Linked DNA regions of Mus musculus: regions 1, 2 and 4 are each linked to region 3. The links are chromatin contacts, called in public ChIA-PET and promoter capture Hi-C maps. All regions are on one chromosome and are shown on one strand. Each heading gives the region's core, a stretch centred on a gene start, on an enhancer-like site or on the middle of the called end of the contact. The rest is flanking DNA. Distances are from core to core; before and after follow the strand shown.

What was found. Promoter capture Hi-C pulls out the DNA fragments that hold promoters and counts their contacts. ChIA-PET counts read pairs in DNA pulled down with a chosen protein or histone mark.
Region 1: a contact with region 3 is called in an RNA polymerase II ChIA-PET map of effector CD8 T cells, with 123 read pairs. The contact joins the enhancer-like site here to the promoter of Hdhd3 in region 3. A contact is called at or near these places in 1 of 39 promoter capture datasets (liver), 7 of 115 datasets of contacts at active chromatin or transcription factors (the 230-238 cell line, effector CD8 T cells, embryonic basal ganglia and 3 more) and 2 of 9 other capture datasets (adipose tissue and liver).
Region 2: a contact with region 3 is called in a promoter capture Hi-C map of second pharyngeal arch cranial neural crest. The contact joins the promoter of Zfp618 here to the promoter of Hdhd3 in region 3. A contact is called at or near these places in 4 of 39 promoter capture datasets (cranial neural crest, embryonic stem cells, maxillary cranial neural crest and 1 more).
Region 4: a promoter capture Hi-C map of trophoblast stem cells shows a contact between it and region 3, with 2.7 times the contacts expected there. The contact joins the enhancer-like site here to the promoter of Hdhd3 in region 3. A contact is called at or near these places in 17 of 39 promoter capture datasets (the 3T3-L1 cell line, 3T3-L1-derived adipocytes, the C10 cell line and 13 more), 2 of 484 Hi-C or Micro-C datasets (CD4 T cells and liver), 25 of 115 datasets of contacts at active chromatin or transcription factors (the SCID.adh cell line, T-cell acute lymphoblastic leukemia, bone marrow-derived macrophages and 15 more) and 2 of 9 other capture datasets (adipose tissue and embryonic trunk).

The regions. Positions count from the first base shown.
Region 1 is chr4:62,780,241-62,783,146 of GRCm38.p6, reverse strand. No RefSeq gene overlaps it. Among named protein-coding and RNA genes, the nearest start is that of Gm30699, 6.5 kb to the right of the region's middle. Within about 2 kb of position 1,641, at least 82 of the 459 cell types and tissues checked have an H3K27ac peak or open chromatin away from gene starts, as enhancers often do. A contact at or near this core is called in effector CD8 T cells and embryonic basal ganglia, where this site is marked.
Region 2 is chr4:62,964,186-62,966,885 of GRCm38.p6, reverse strand. It overlaps Zfp618 (zinc finger protein 618), which reads right to left and starts at 1,319. Exons shown (of 15, transcript NM_028327.1): 1 at 1,180-1,319. The coding sequence starts at 1,212.
Region 3 is chr4:62,500,787-62,503,539 of GRCm38.p6, reverse strand. It overlaps Hdhd3 (haloacid dehalogenase-like hydrolase domain containing 3), which reads left to right and starts at 1,340. Exons shown (of 2, transcript NM_024257.1): 1 at 1,340-1,382.
Region 4 is chr4:62,762,801-62,765,692 of GRCm38.p6, reverse strand. Gm30699 (a long non-coding RNA gene) reads left to right here. Exons shown (of 4, transcript XR_881345.2): 4 at 1-478. Among named protein-coding and RNA genes, the nearest start is that of Gm30699, 11 kb to the left of the region's middle. Within about 2 kb of position 1,507, at least 31 of the 459 cell types and tissues checked have an H3K27ac peak or open chromatin away from gene starts, as enhancers often do. A contact at or near this core is called in trophoblast stem cells, where this site is marked.

The DNA.
Region 1 (2,906 bases), core at 392-2,891, 280 kb before region 3:
ACAGGGAAGTCCTCAGAGCTGGACTTCCTTGCAGAGGAAAGCACCCAGGACCTCAGTGTTCCCACCTGCAGTATGGGTGACAGTGACATCAGCCAACATTTAATGGGCACTTCTTATACCAGTCACCCTGCTAATGACTTCACATGTATGGCCACATTGAACTCGCAGACTGACCGCAGGAAGCACTACTCCACATAGGAGAAAAATGGGGTACAAAACTCTTGACGGAGTCGTTCAGGGCAATCAGCACTAGCATTAGAACCCAGGTGAGTGGATTTCGAAGCCAGCCCCGCCCCTCTCACCTCCCAAGCGAATCCCCTCTCACACATAAACACATACTCCTTGCTAGTGAAATGGATTTAGTAACTAACCATCCATTCATCCTCTGGGTACAGCCTCCGTTTTCCTTAAAAAAAGGAATACACTAAAGAGGAATGATCAAAATCAAGCCAGGTATGGGAGGGAAGAATTTCAGGGTGGAACTACCCCTCCTTCCTCAGGGTCCCCTCTCCACTGCCCTCCAGAGGCCTCCACAAAGGGCAGTTCCTATCTCTGCACTCTAAAAGCCACTTAGCAATCGCCACATATACACACATGCACACACCTGCAGATATTTCCAGGGATGCCCAACAAGGACAGGGCAGGGACGGGTGCATTCATAATTGGGAGGGGAGCAGGAATGATCAAGAGATCCTTATAGAAAGTCCCTGGGGACCATGAAAAGCAAGGTGTGGTTGTAGGGGGAACACAGAACTATGATAAAAATAAAATGACAAGGCCCTGCCTTGTGTGGGTGGCTCCTGAGGGGAGTCATTCTCCTAGGGACCCACTTGGGTCCATAACTAGTTTCCTCCCTAGCCCCCCTTGGCCTCTGGTAAGCTAGAAGTATCCCAAATAGGAAGGCGGGAGAAGGGGAGTCAGAAAGTCTGCAATGAAAGTTCCAGAGTCCTTCCACAAAGCCACCTGCTCTGAAGGAGGAATGGGGTCTCAGGGAGAAGGGGAAGGACAGGACTCATTGTCCCTGGGAGGCTTGGGACATCTTAGCAAGGTGGGGAGGGGACACTGTCAAAGGTGGGAAAGAATAGATGGGAATGGTGGCTGGCTCACGTTGGCCTGTCACTTCCAGCTTGTGCAAAGTCCCTGGACCCGTGGCCCTGTAAGAATAAGAGCAGCAGACAGAGCCGGTCCCCTCAAGGGCTTCCCTCTGTGCTTTTAACTGCTTTTCTGTGGGCTCAGGAGCCACCTCACCCTCATATGTATCCCTCAGCTGCACACCAGTCTGTCCATTTTCCCAAAGGGCAAGACCCTCATTCTGCCTCAAGCTATGACACTTGCCTGTCCCCAGGCTGCCTGCCATACTTCCCCCTGGTTTCTCCACTGCCCTCAGCTCCATGTCACCTCTGGGAAGGGAGAGGAAGGACTGTCCCTGCCACAATCACTCCTGTCTGCTGTCCTCAGGAACTTACCATTTACCGACAGTGTTGATCCACCCCTGCACCCCTCAAGACCTCCCTAGAAAACCACCCTGGTGGCCAGCAGGGGCCTTGTTCCTGAACTCAAAGCTCCCTCACAGTAGGTACTCAGGACAGATGTGACACAGCATGGGGCCCTCCGAACGCCTTTGCATCTTGTACATCTGTTTGGAGCCGCAGTTAGCCCCAGATGTGTTATTTCCCTTGTTAATTACCGCAGAGTAATTGTGGTAAGAAGTGTAAGTAAAGCAGGCATTAATGGGAGGGAAAACCGATTTCCTGCGCGGGCTCACAGGAGGCAAAGCTGGGTCTCCCTGTAGCCTAGAGAATTCAGAAGGGGAGCATTCACCTCACCCACCCTGCTTCTCAGGAAGGGTCCCCTCCCACGCTGAATCCCATCTCCTCTTTACAGAAGAGTAGGGACCTGGGAAAGCCTGGACCCTTCTAGGGTTGCCACCTCGATTCTTTGTGTCCCATAAGAGCTGAAAGATATTGAGCGTATAGGCTCTGCAATACTTCCCCTCGCCTCGCTCTTTCCATCTTAAAATGGGCTAGCGGCACTTCTCTGCTGTGCCTGTACAAGCCACAAAACAGATGGCATGTGTGGTGTCCTGGATGGGTATCCACCAAGGTGACACCTTTCACTCCCTTTGCAGTGTCCTAGAAAAAAGATGAGCCCCGCCCTGCGCCTCCACCTACTGGACTCTGCCGGAGAAGCTCCAGGTTGATTTTGACAAGGTTAGTGACAGATGTCTTTAATACGGCTGCTCCAGACCTCAGTTTCCAAGAAGAGCTTTCATTGGAAGGGCAGAAATGTCACGCCTTCGTGGGGGGGGGGGGGGTGTGCAGTACAGCTGTCGTATGCTGTTTCCATTTCTGTGTCCATCAGTCCTCCCCACCCCCCAACACACACACACACACACAAAGTGATCGGTATGCCCTCAGGGTTGGAGAAAGCAGAAATGGCTCCAGCGATGTAGAAGAGAAAGGGGGTCCTTAAAGCGCAGGGGAGGCGGGGTCACAACTGGTATATCAGAGCCTACTCATTGGTCATTCGCTGCTGAGCTGCAGCGATCCTGGGCTTGCGTTTGCTTCTCGATGACCTGAGACGCCCTCTTGTGGGCATCGGCGGTAGTAATGGGGCTTCTTGCCTCTCTTAGCGGGTTTTTTAAAGGATCTCTTCTGCCAAACGACTACTCTCCTATTTTCCAAAATACGGAGATGAGGATGTAGTCTTGTATCGGGTCCTACCATTAAATGTGGACCCATTATTTCACTTTTTAAAAAATCAACATACAAAAATTTGAAAATGACAAAAAAAAAAAGCACAAACAATGCAGTATAAGAGTATGCATTATTCTTCCAAAAGTCCTGAGTTCAACTTCCAGGACCCACCTCAGGGGCTCACACGCCTGGAACCTCAGTTCCATTGGA
Region 2 (2,700 bases), core at 70-2,569, 460 kb before region 3:
CTTTTCCAATTTCTGTTTTTCTTTAAAATCTCAGGAGTTAAATGCAGTAAAATGTAAATGTAAAAATTTAAACCTACAATTTTTGGGTGTGTCCAAAGCCAACATTTTAGGATCTATTTTCTCTCCTAAATCCTTCTTTCTTGGAAATGGAAAAACTTTGAACGCTGCCAAATGGCAAAATTAGTCATTTTTGCCTACGGAGCAAAACAAGCCGCAAATTATAATGAAACACAATTTCTAATTGCTTCATAAAGCCAATTCTCCCAGCTTTCCCTAAACTGAACTATTTCCCCCCTTTTCTCATTCCAATTACTATTTTTTTTTTACTCAAATTAAAATAACTTAGGTACCTAAACTGCCTTTGCTTTTAGGAGGTATTTTTGCTTTCTCCCCTTCAAGAATTGAATTCATTCAAATTCCAGCTTAATTTTCATTTACATATTATCTGGATTTGGCTTCAGAAATAAAATTGTCTCCATGTCCTTTCAATGATCAAAGTGAAAATTTTCACTCCAAAAAAGATAGAAAAAAAGAATCTTTCCCACATCCACCAGTTTGTAGATGAAACTTTGGAATAAATAAGAAATAAAAAATATTTCTTTTCAATTTTAATTTCTTTTTTTTTTTATTTACAAAATAGTATCCTCTAGGTGGCGTCGTTTTAATGGGAAAAAACTACCGTTTGAAGAAAAATTAGAAAAAAAAATTGAGAGAAGGAAATATGGCCTTAAAAAAAAAAAAAAAAAAAAAAAAAAGATTGTTGCAAAGATTGGGGGCCTGGAAGGAAAGCTCTCCTGGGGGTCACCAAGGACCATGAGAGCAGAGAGGGTCAAGGGGAAATTGCAAATTTCGGGGGAGGGGGAGATCTGGAAGAAGGTTGCATTTTCGCAAAATCTGAATTGTCCAAACTGCAATGGCTGCTCCGTGCTCTCGCCGCTTTGTTTCTGGGCTCCGGTCCGAGCTGGGGGCCGCGGGGGGCGGCGGGGGACGCCGGGTGAGGGGTCCCCATTAGCCTCGGCCGCCGCCCCCGCGTCGCCCGCGCCCCGCAGCGTCCCGGGGGGCCGCTCCCGCACCCCGGCCGCCCGGCCCCACTCCGGATCCCCCCGCCGGCGCCCGCGCTCGCCATCCCGCGGGGCTGCTGCGGCCCCCGCCCTGGCCCCCGCCCCGGCCCCGCGTTACCTGCGGAGCTGCCGCGCCGTCCGGCTGGCTCATCGGTCCGTGCGGGAGGAGGCGGCCCCGGCGCGTCCTGCTCCTCCCGGGCCGGGCTGCGCCGCGCGCACAATGCCGCTGCCACCGCCGCCGCCGCCGCCGCCGCTGCTGCCGCTCCCTCCTCCGCCCGCCCCGCGCGGGCCGGGGGGCGGGGGCCGGGGGCGCCGGGGGGGACCGCCGCGGGGACCGCAGATCGCCCCGCCGGCCCGCGCCCGCCGCGCTGCACCGCGCCCCGCACCGCCCCCGCCGGCCTCCGAGCCGCTGCGGGCCCCCGGCCTCTCCTCGGCCTCCGCCGCGGGCCTCCGCGACGCCCCACGCCTCACACAAAGCCGCCGGTCCCCCGCGCCGCCGGCGGCCCCCCAAACTTTCCCGCGCCAGCCTCGCGCGCGGGGCATTTGCTCGCGTGGGGCGGAGGTGGGGGCACAGAAAAGTTTTGGGGAGCGGCCTCTGGTGGGACAGAAGGGGTTAATGGGAACGCCTCTCCCCTCCCCACAAGCTCTCCCCCCCCCCCAAATCAGATCGATTTTTTTTTTAAATAAAAGTTTTGAGGAACGAAACTGGAAAGCTTCCTGGGAATATTCGGTAGCCTAGGCTATACCTAGCTCCCCCCTCCCCGTCCTCGCAGATAAGTTTGAGAACTGAGGGCCAAGGGGACCCTCTCTAACCCCCATCAAGTCTGAATATAAATTTACTATTTGAGGAGCCTCTCTTCTGTTTGATGTCAGTGAAGTCACTTTTTTACCCTCCCCCGCCAAAAAAAGTAAAAGTATTAAAAAAAAAAAAAAAACACAAAACCTGACCCTATGGAAGGAGATGTTGAAGGTTGAACAAGGGTCAGCCCCTCCCCCCCCCCCCCCCCCCAGTTAGAAAAGGAAAATTTTGACTTATCCCTCTTACTTGAACTGAAAGGTTAAAGAGGCCTGCTCTTTCAAAAGTCCTAAACTATAAAAATACAAAATGTTTCTTATATGAGAGCTTCCTCTTTATGACTTAGGAAGACTTAAGGGTTTGTTTCTGTCCTCCTACTCCCAAAATAGACTTAAAAATAATAAATCAGAAAGACCTGGCCTATATGAAAACTAGAGAGACCCCTGGATTCTTCTCCCACAGCTAGTTGAGTTTTAGAATAAGAAGTTGAAGAATTGCCATGTATCAGATGAGAAAGGAACCAATGTGTTTCCTTACCCTTCCCTTGAGAAAAAAAAAATAAGGATAGGATTGTTTTATGGAAATTAAGGCTAGTTAAACGGGTGCTTTTTCTGACTCCACCTTAAGAAAACATGTGTAGGAGCTTTTTAAAGTTTAAAGAGCAAACTCCTCTAAACAGAAAGGGCTCTAGAACTGTCCGTCCCCTTAGAACCCTTCTTCTTCCTTCAAGTTAGTTTTTAAAGACACCACTCTCCTGGAAGAATCAGTCTGTGGGAATTTGGCCCTCCGTAGAAGAAAAACAGTGAAGAACCCCACTTTTCAAACCCCAGCCTGGTAAATACA
Region 3 (2,753 bases), core at 91-2,590:
AATCTACTTAAAGCTAGCCTGGATTCTAGCTTTACTAAGTTACTCGTGTCTAGTCTCCAGGGTGGCAGAGTTGGAATCAGAACCTACAGGCTTAGGTTTGAGGTGACCCTGAAAAGAGATACAGTCAGGGATTCCAGGATTCTCTGAAGAACAGGTGGGCCTCTGATGTCCTGGCTATCCTTTCTACCTCCATTTCTGAGGAGCAAGCTTGTTCGGCAAAACCAGTCTGGCAGGTGAGCTGACTGCTCTGTGACTTTGCACTTTGCTTTCTGAGGCCCAGGGAGAGGGAGTTGAGTCCATCTAAAGTCCACAGAGCCAGGAGATAACAGAAGATGTTTTAAGAGGGTACCTGTGGGGGAGGGGAAGAAAAGAGCAGAGGGAAGCCCTCCTGCCCCTGCCCCCCAGCCAATTCCTTGGCAGCACTTACAGCTCATTTCCGTTATGAACTTGGTTTTTGCCTGATCCTCCCATGTTCGCGTAGGCAGGAAACTGACATTTTCCTGCTCTATCCACGCGTCAGACACAGAATACAGGTGCTTACTTGGCACCTCACGAATCAACTAGGTTGAGAGGAAAGCTTTGCTTTTTTGCTTTCAACGGTACTTTTGAATATAAACGTGTATTTCAGTTATGAAAACCGCATTTAAAGGGAAACTCTTCTTTCCTTTAAATGTTTGTTTGTTTTTTGTTTTTTGTTTTTTTACAGAGAGAAACTAGGTTAGACAGACACGGCGGTGGCACGCCCATTATCCCAGCACTTGGGAGGCTGAGGCAGGAAGATGCTCAGGACCCGTTTGCCTGCATAGTGAGACCCTATCTTAAAACCAAGTGTCTAGGTTATTGCAGTCAACAAACTGTGTGTGTGAGACAAGAAGTTCCCTTCTAGAACCAACTGGGGTCTCTCAGAACAGAAAGGGACAGAGCCTTGCTGGAGTCCTCACTGCGTTTGGGGAGCCGGCCTGAGCCCTAACCCCACTCCCCGCCATTGCCATTCCCAAGTTAGTCTAGGTCCCCTAAGTGTCTCCATCCCACGGAGGCGGGGGCCGGGGGATAGAGATGAGAAGCAAAGAGAACACCTGGGTTGTGATAATGAGTATAAGGGCAGTGGGGAGGAACGTGATGAGGGGTGAGACAGTGACCTTAAGAAGCCAGGGGACGGTGAGAGGGCGTGAGACAGGGAGCAGGGAAGCTACGGGGTAACCTAAGGGACAAGAGGCCCAAGACTCAGCGTGGCGAGTGACGGGCGCGAGGGAGGAGCTTGGTGACGCCTAGAGTGGGGCGGGGCGAGAATCAATGGCAAGTCCGAGGGTCGCGAGCTACTGATCGCCTACATAGAGCCGGTGGAGCAGCCGCTGCGTCTCAGGTCTCTTTTCCCGAGCCAGGTGGGTGCGGAGGCCCGGGGCTGGGTGGAGGGTGCTAAACCGTGGGAATCCGTGCAGTCGAGCTGGGGACGCTGGAGGCCAGCCAGCAGTGGACTTGGCCCCGGAGGCTCCAGTCTCGCGTCCCGCTGCTTTTAGGGTAGTCAGTCCTGCAGCGGAGCCCCAGCCCCGCTATGACTTTTGTCCTGAGACATCCAGAGGACTTTCGGAACCAGTCTGGTTCCTGGCTGGGCCTCAGCCTACCTACCTGCTCGATGAGAGCCCTTTTAAAGTTGTCTCACTATTTCGAGCTGACTTAAATCTCTTCTTTGTCACATTTCTTTACGCGCCCCGCCCCCACACCCCTCCTCACCTCTGTTTTGTTTGGCTGCATTCTGAATGAACCCCGGACCCCACAGATTGAAAGACACAGCTAAGCAGTCCCCTCTGTCTGGAGACAAACCTGCAATCAGTCTCTGACTCCAGGCAGAGAACTGACAGTTGGGTATTTGGCACTAATAACTCCAGGGAGAACTTGCAGCTCAGAGCCAAGTTGGAACGGACTGTCTTCTGTCCCACTCTTCCCAGGCTCAACATAATCCAACTTTTAAAAGAATATAAACATGGGTAAGCAAAGGCAGCCCTGGCTAGAGTCTGGACATTTGGGTTCTAATCCAGGCTGTTGGCAGGTTCACAGCCCCTCTCTGGTTCCACCAGCTCCTCACCAGTTATGTTGTTGGTCAGAGTCTCCAGGAACCTTTCTCTTTTTTGACATTACTAGTAATTTTTTTAAATGAAGCCAAGTTGGAAATTTTATTAATAACATTTTAATGCAGGATTAAGCATGAGGGTTAGGGGGGAAAGAAGGACTCTGAGGAAAGTCAAGCATACTCAAATATAAATATGGGTTTCTTAAACAAGGGCACCATTTTCTAATAATTGTAAAAGGGTCATGGGCTGGAGAGATGGCCCAGAAGTTAATAGCACTGCTGTTCTTCCAGAGGACCCAGGTTCGATTCCCAGCACCCATGTGACAGCTCACAAATGTCTGAAATTCCAGTTCCAGGGCATTTGACACCTTCTTCTGGCTTCACAGGCACCAGGCGTGACGGAGGTGCACTTATATACATGGAGGCAAAACCACATACAGATAATGGCAGGCATAACTGCTTCCTGACTTTGACCTACAGGGCTATGCACCTGAGCTCAGCTCTGCCCAGAGCACTAGACTTTGCCCAGCCTCAAGGAAGTTTATATATATTTTTTCTGTATGTTCTTTCCTCGGGATTCCTCAACCTGCTAAGGAAATTCCCTGAGTTCAAAGACTGACTTTGGTTCCAGATTTATAGCCTCATGGCACATACCAACTTCACTGTGCTTGTTTTATAGGTTTTT
Region 4 (2,892 bases), core at 258-2,757, 260 kb before region 3:
TTGGCATACCAGGTGGACGGTAGGGTTTGTGGTGACCCGCGTCTGCTCTGCCACAGTGCTCGGGCCACTCAGGGAGGTAGGATGTGGGAAGTTTTGATTGCATGTACTCCACACCAACGCCTGGCGGGTGTCAGGCTATGGGAAGCTGGGGGACACTGCTCTGGGAGTGGGGGAGCACAGTCTGAGGTCCTGAGGACAGCTGGAGCTGGGTCAGGGGTCCCCAGGCCTGCAGGGAGGCCAGGGCTGCCTGGTTCTCAGGATCTTGGGCACCAGCTGGGGTCGAAGGGAAAAGAGGGGAGAGCTCTGGCTGGGCCCTGCCGGGAGGAGAGTACTGGTTTGTTCGGTTGGTGGCTTGGCTTGGTGGAGGTCATGACTAGGAACACTGAGAAGACTTCTGTGGGAGATTAGGTGGCCGGCTCTTTAGACAAAGGGTTGTTCCATTGCTCTCCATGGCGGATCCCAATGAAAAAAGACAGTCCATGGTTTTAAGACATGTATTGTCATGGTGGAAAGTGGATGTGTAAAACCATACCCCCTTCTCAGAGTGGGCCTGAGGTTAAATACCTTTTGCAGGGAGGAGTGTCTGGGAAGGAAAGCTTATTGGCTAAGCCTCCAGGCCTTTAGGTACATCATTAAAATGGAGATCTGTCTTGAGGCTACATGACCACAGGTCACATCCTCTACCTGTGGTGGGGCTCGGAGCGTTGCCCTTAGGTAACTGAAAGACACAAATCTATGGAGAGCTGCAGCCTAGTGTCCGGGAAGCAGGCAAAACACCTGCCTACCCACAGGGTTACCAGGGTTTCTAACTTTAGCTCAACCAGGAATCAGGCTGCCTTTCACAGTCTTACACATTATGGAAAATAAGCCTGAGTAGTGCCTCACATTTTTCTCTTCCTCCCTCCTAGAAGGCCGTACCCCTCAGGCCTGGCTAGACCATTGAGTTGGCAGTATCCTCAGTTGTTACCACACACACAAGACCTAAGGCACCATCTCCACCTGTGCACTGAGCCCTATGTTCCCTGGTGTCACTTAATCCTCCAAATGTTTCCTCCCCAGAATACAAGGTTCTCAGCTGGAAGGGTTTCCTGGGACAAGGAGTCCCCTTTGCTCTGCCTCCCTTTTTTAGCCCCCCACACACACCTGTACCCATCTCTACATTCTCAGAGCACACATCTAGACCAGAGGCCGGGAATTTCCAGACACCCAGATGAGTAGTCAGCTCACTGGGCAACAGAGAATAAAGCAGGGGCCTGGTGTGGTTGATAAGGAAGGTAAGGGTTTGTAGGTGGTAGAAATATGGACCTTGCTCCAGGCCCAGTGAACACCCATGGCATTTGACAAAACCCCAATGCGACCTGTCCCGGGACTGTGTAGCTTCAGGAACGCTAAATGTTCCCAGTAGCCCCATGACAGAAACTGAGAGCCTGCCATCTACTCTGTTGCAGACGAGTGCCTTCTGGAGCATCTCCACAAGGTGTCAGCAGAGGCCCAGTGGCGTCCCCTATACAGACCTACCTTCATAGGCATTCTGGGAAGGCCTGGCTATCCACAGCCACAGCCCAGACAAGCTCTGCACCAGGCCCTGAGCAATTAGGTCATCACCCAGCAAGTGGAGGGTTTGGGAGTCAGGCATTAGAAGTACACATATGCAGGGCATAGTGGTGCATGCCTTTAATCCCAGCAGAGGCAGGCAGATTTCTGAGTTTGAGGCCAGCCTGGTCTACAAAGTAAGTTCCAGGACAGCCAGGGCTACACAGAGAGACCCTGTCTCAAAAAACCAAAAAATTTAAAAATTAAGAGGTACACATATACGCAGGCTTAAACTATAGTTCAGTTTGTAGTGTGCTTGCCTAGCATACGCGAGGCCCTGGGTTCCACCCTCAGAGCTCCACAAACCAAGTGTAGTGGTGTATACCTTAATCTGAGCCCCCAGGAGGTGAAAGCAGGAGAACCAGAAGCTCATGGTTATCCTTGAGTCTATAGCAAGCTTGATGTCAGGTTATACTGTATGAAATACGCATGCCTCAAAAGTAAGCATACGTATATGCACGTGGTGGGGAGTCACAGATGGATGGCTGTGTATCATTTGCTTGGGTGCACTTCATGCATGTCTTTAGGTGTGTACTCACAAGGGTATTATGCATATGAGTGTCTGTGTGTCCGTGCACGTGTTTATAGGTGTATGTGCACATGGGTTCCTATAATTAAATATACAGGTATGTGTCAACTCTGCCCTGCCTCTCTGCCTTCTTGAGATCTGTCTCAGGAGCTGCCACTCAAGAATGGGTAGGATCCGGTCTAGTAGCTGCTCAGCCAGCCCCTGCCATGCTCTTAAGACCTTGATCTTGAGTGCTGAGTCCCGACCAACATGTACCGAGCCACACACACAAGGGCATGGGCAAGGGAGAAGCTGGGTGCGCAGAGGACTGAGTTTGCTGTCTGTTTTGTACAGTGATAGGGGACTTCTGGTGACCCTTGAGCAGGAGTAGGAGGAAGGTGAGTGGAGGCAGAGGCACCCTTGCCGGCTGTGCTATGACTGTCAAGTCGAGAATCAAGGAGTGAAGAGAGTGGGGGGAGGGGCACGGCTGGGAGATTCAGAGTCAGAGAGCCACCAAGGCACCTGAGTCCTGCTCAACCTTCTGTGCCCACTCCATCCTTACCTCCTCTGAAAACTTCCCTCCCCACACGGCCCACTGCCTCACAGTCTCTTCAAGGTTGATGTTGCCACAGGGAGCCCTTCAGGGTTTCTGAGGGCAGGGCCTTCCACAATGTCTTCCCCCTCGTTCTCCCTAACCCAAGCCTCTTGGATAGTTTAGAAAGAGGACACCGGCCGGAATGATAGGTCGGGTGAGTTGTGGCTTTCAACTTGGTAGAATCTAGAATCGCCTG